2 separate regions of the Gossypium hirsutum genome follow, and region 1 is linked to region 2. The links are chromatin contacts, called in public Hi-C maps. All regions are on one chromosome and are shown on one strand. The core of a region is the stretch at or near the end of the contact, and the rest is flanking DNA. Distances in the headings are between cores, read along the strand shown.

Region 1 (2,700 bases), core at 30-2,529, 580 kb after region 2:
GTTAAACATTGAACAATAAGCAGGACATGTAACACAATATTCAATCCATTTGCAAGACTACTTTCTAGAATAAGCAAGCACAATGCAACCTTTTCAACAATAAAATATTGCAAACACACCCTATTTATAGACCTTACAATTATTTGCATTCACTCAAAAGATGAAGAAATTTAAGTGGTAAGCATACTAACCACAATAAAATTCCTCCAGAATAAAACATTGGAAGTTACTGAAGACATCTGGACCGGGAGGCTAAGAAGGGTACTTTTTATACAACCTAACAGTGGCTCTCCCTCTTGATGTCTATGCTCCTTCCACTTATTTACCAATAACATGGACTTGAATATCAAAGATCCAGCATACATAAGAGAAGTCAAGAAAAGAGGAAAGACGATTGCTTGCCACTGTTTCACACATAAAATTGCATTTCAAGAACTGATTTTGAACCAGCAGATCATAAACATAAATAATAAATCCATAACAAAAATGTAGGAAATATACTCCATAAGTATGATTCTTACAAAATGATCCGATCGAATGCCATAAACCCCAAACGAGTAAGATGCCTCCCCACCTGTTATCTACGCATAATCGAACATTGTTAGAATAATAAAAAAAAGGAACAAACGTGTTTTGGATATAAAAACAAATAATAGCACTTCTGTAAAACGCAAAATGGATGATTTTACATTCACATGAAAATGTTAAATGGCTTTAGTTCAATGCATGTTAACAATTCAATATTTCGCTCATCTCTAATTATATATGAGTTCACTTTTTAGCTCAATGAATTAAGTTTCCACTTACTTCACAGAATGACAGAAATCTCAACTTAGTTCATAATTATATAATAATAAATGAGTGAAATAAAAATGAGAGACAAAGGAAAGAGGTATACCGGAAGGACGAAAGCGCAGAAAATAACGGACGCGACGGAGCAAACGGCGGCGCAAATGAACCGTCGGATCATGAAATTCTCGTAGGATTGGGGAGGCGGGAGGCGGAGGATCAGAGTGGGAGCGTAAAGAATAGAAACATAAAACAGTGTCATAGCGATGCAAGCAATCACCGCTACTAGCTTCGATAACCTACCTTCGCTCTCTTCCATGTCTGGATTCGAAGAGGCGGCAGCCAGGATCGCCGGAGAGAGGAAGAGAAGGTGGGAAAGAAAAGCCGGTTCCGGTTCAATATCTTCTCCGTTTGATACCCTTTCAGTGAGAAGGGGCTTCGGGTTTTGACTTGGGGCGGTTCTTGTTTGAGGGTTTTTGGGTCACTTCAAAGCCTCAAAGTAAATTTGGGCCGAAAAGAACCCCTCATTAACACTTTCACCATGTTTGGTTGGGTGTATTGGCTAATCGGTGGGCCCCACCTAATCTCCCTCTAATCTGCCGTTTGGTTCAATGTATTGCTAATCCCCCTCTAATCCGTTACTTTCCTAATCCCCGAAATTCTCTGTTTTGTAATCCCTGCCTCCTCCTCAGTTTACACCCGTTTTACAGCCTTAGCCCTAATTTGCCCTCCCAACTAGAAATCCACCTCCAGCCTCTCCCTCCCAACATCAAACAGAACCTGCGAGCGAAGTCACCTCCAGCCTCTCCCTCCTCAAAACACGCTTTTAAGTTTCTCTCTTCCGCCACCGTCTTCTTCATCATCTTCCCCTCTTTCTTTATTTTTTTTAATTTCAACACCTAACATACATGTTTCATTTCGCAGAAGCCATCTTTATCTGTTTCTCATGTGACTCTGAAGCCTCATTCTTTCCTTCAACGTACCCAAGGTAAAGTTTTCTCAACTTCTTCTCAATCATTTATTTCCATCTACTTGCCTTTCTGTTTTAATTCTTCATGACTTTGGAATTTCTTGCATAAATTTCTATGAAGACAATACTGCTGATGTTTTGGAATTTAAGTTGAAGGAGCTCTCAGCCGTCCATTCGAAATCCCCTTCCGTTCATCAATTCTCTGTCGCCTTCACCAAGACACTGACCCCTCTCTTTCAAATTCTAAAGTGAACCGCCACCGTGCAATGTGTTGTATGCTTTGTTTCAGCAAGGTCCTGGCCCGAGATCCCAACGACACTTCCGCTAGTAATGAGTTATTGGAGGAATTTTTGAAGTTCCTTTTGGTTGGGGCTACTGCAGCTAATAAAACCGCATGATTAGAGCTTGCCAAATCATTTCCGAGATAAGCTCTTTTAAATTCTGGCTTCATTTTTTAAAATCTGTTTTAGCGTTTTGATTTTTAGGAATTATAGTTTGTGCTATATTGTTTGTATTTCGTTTAATGAGTTCCTAATACTTTCGTTTAATGGATTTTAAGCAGCATATTGTTTGTATTTCGATTTCATTATTGGAGCAGTTTTATCAACTGTTCCCACTATCGGTAGGCAACTTGGTTTTAGATATGGTTGATTTACATGATTGAGGCTTTCTCCTTTTGATGGTTTTCTGTTTTGTTTGTCCACGGAGGAGCTATTATTTGAACAAAGTGGTCGTGTGAAATTTAGAACAGAATCTACGTTGTTGATTCCTTGGACCGAGAGAGGATTCGCCAAGCTAAACAGGAATTTCAGGTTGTAAATTTAGAACAAGCACAAACTTGTTAGCCAATATGGTTGTACATAGTCTCTTTTTAGTTCTTAATAATTTTTTTCCAGGCCATAATCAATGATCCATTTATGAGCAATGCTATCATCTTGGTG
Region 2 (2,700 bases), core at 137-2,636:
GTGGTCCAAGTGCAAGTATAGATACTTTACCAGGATATTCAGAAACCTTCCCAACTAAAAATTCAAAGGCAGTCTTATCAGATTTGCTAGTTTTTGGTGGAGATAGGAATATATTCCCCAGTCCATCAGAGCCATGAACAAAGTCGGCAACATTCGGCCTCCCACCCTTTTCCATACAAACCAACCACAATTAGGCTATGGTAAATAAAAGATATAGTAATTGCCCCCCCCCCCCCAAAAAAAAAAGGAAAAAAAAGAAAAAAAAAGGAAGAATATCAAAGCACAATAAAGCAAGTTAACAATTGCAGCGAGGCCCATTAGTATTCCCATGGAATTACATTGTAATTTAGGAAAGGGAAAACTGAAGCATTTACCGTAAGCGGCTCGGGGCTGCCTTGTGCTACAGGAACATCAGGACGCCCTGCGATTTCACACTATCCTTTTGCACCTCGAAAAGAGGATAAAATCATGAACGTATTCCAAATGCATATGAAAACCAGAAAGGAGAAGCACGTACCAGAAGTAAGGCATTACGAGTGGCATCTTCGGTTTGGACATTGCCAAATATGGTGGTCAAACCTAAGATCTCATATTCTGGATTTTGAAATGCCATAAAGATCGCCATGCTATCATCTGTTAATCAAATGAAAAACGCATTCATACATTGTTCAGGGTCAAACTCAAACAAAATCTCTACATATCTAATCCTGCCAATCAATCAATCCACTCCATATTGTTTTCACTTCCTTGTATAATTTAATAAAAATTTTCCGGTTTCATTATATACATATCAAAACCCGAAACTTTCCTATATAGATCTCATCACACGCCCCTCGAATAAAACTTTTCTATATAGACAGAGAGAGTCAACGTAGCTTTTTAAATGAAACTTTATAGCTTATCCCGAAGTAAAACTCCAAGGACAAATATAAATTGAAAAAGTAAAATTGTTTCCTATTTCATTATAATTCTAGTTTATGCAACTAAATTGGCAGCCAACCAGAGAAAAAGTAAATAAATAAAAAGGAGCGAAACTGACCAATCCCGGGATCGGTATCGATAATGAGCTTGTTCCTGTTGGCATGTGAGAGTAAAAGGCCATCGCTTCCGCCATTAACGACAATTCCATCGTGACAATCTTTCTTTAATTCATAATCCATATTCAACGCAATTAGAAAAACACAAAGTGGTAATAATCTAATCTAAGATTTTAATGAATATGGATGTGAATAAAAAAACAATTGAGAGATTTGAATTTCTTGTTTTAATTGTCGTAGAGGAAGAGGAAGAGGAAGAGGTAGGCCGCTCTGCGATGCCAACAGAGAGTCCCCCCAAGAAGAACACCAAACAAAGATGTGTTTTATTTTGGTTTATGGGATATGATGTTACTTCCTCCTTTAATACTAGTTTAAAGCGCCTTAAGGTGGGGGTATGCTGACGTCAGCATAATTGATTTGTAACAGCGAATGGTAAATGGCAACGTGGGTTAATGTGAGTGGTCCTAATCTTGGACCGTATCGTATGGGATCAGAGCAGAAATAATAATTATTCAGAAAAAGGGAGGACAACCTGTTGTTTAATTTAAAAAAAAGTAGTCATTGGTTGGGTGAAGGTACAATTTCATAGACGATGCTGATGATGATGCATCTATTTTATATTATCCTTTATGTATAATCATCATGATTCATATGCAACTATTAAATTGGAATTGTGACCAACATTTAAATGAGAAAGATTTGATAATTGGGAGATAAATGTTGATTAATGGATAAATATTTACTATAAATTTTAAAACTGTTTCATATCTAAGACAATGTATATAATTAACAATTTTAATACAACAAGTTGTGTAAGAATTGTTAGGTTGAGAATTATTTATGAGATATATTGAAATTCCAAAACAACTGAATGCTTCAATTTCACAACATTGGCGGCCAAGAAAATTCAATATAAAAGACTTTGGGCACGATAAATTTGTAGACTATGATTTTGCATCATATTTACACAATATAAATTTGTTTTAATAGATATATTGTATTTGGATTATATAATATATATAAATAATTAATATTATTATATGATGCGTATATGCATATGAATTTGTATGTGATATTTTTCTTCTGTTTATTTCTATGTAATATTTATGGTTATATAATATGCATATAAATTTTATTTATTTGAACTATTATCTAGAATTTATATAAGGTACGAGTTTAGAATAAAATTAAATTGATAAAAATAATTTTTATTATTTATTATATTATTAAATTGGTTTTTGAATTATTTTTATTTTATTATTAAATTTTGAATATTGAAAAATATTTATTAAAAAATTATTAGTATTAAAACAAAATCAATTCAGCTCTCAATTACTAAAATAAAATTAGTTAGGCCCTTCCGATAATGAAAACTATCATTAATCAATTTGATTATTAATAGACACTTACGTGACTGATAAAATCTACAATAACATATGAAGTACCATCCAGACAAGTATACTGATGTGACATTCCATGTACCATATACTAAAAACTAAAATCCCAAAAATTATAAAAAAATGTATTAAAAATGCACATTTTGTAACACCCCCTACCCGTATCCATTGCCGGAATAGGTACGACGTATTACCGGAGTTTACTGAACATTTTTAGATAATTCTGATCATTTATTATTCATATTTTGAAGATAATCATAACGTCT

The links. A called contact is a pair of places that touch in the nucleus more often than the background predicts.
Region 1: a Hi-C map of leaf shows a contact between it and region 2, with 3 times the contacts expected there. The contact joins the promoter of LOC107948290 here to the promoter of LOC107948468 in region 2. A contact is called at or near these places in 10 of 34 Hi-C or Micro-C datasets (anther, callus, hypocotyl and 1 more).

Annotation. Positions count from the first base shown.
Region 1 is chrA04:50,362,352-50,365,051 of Gossypium_hirsutum_v2.1, forward strand. It overlaps LOC107948290 (CAAX prenyl protease 2), which reads right to left and starts at 1,280. Exons shown (of 7, transcript XM_016882785.2): 1 at 899-1,280; 2 at 522-581. The coding sequence starts at 1,108. LOC107948291 reads left to right here and starts at 1,357. Exons shown (of 6, transcript XM_016882788.2): 1 at 1,357-1,777; 2 at 1,910-2,571; 3 at 2,656-2,700. The coding sequence starts at 2,684.
Region 2 is chrA04:49,778,949-49,781,648 of Gossypium_hirsutum_v2.1, forward strand. It overlaps LOC107948468 (uridine nucleosidase 1), which reads right to left and starts at 1,387. Exons shown (of 9, transcript XM_016883026.2): 1 at 1,040-1,387; 2 at 518-633; 3 at 375-434; 4 at 1-166. The coding sequence starts at 1,160.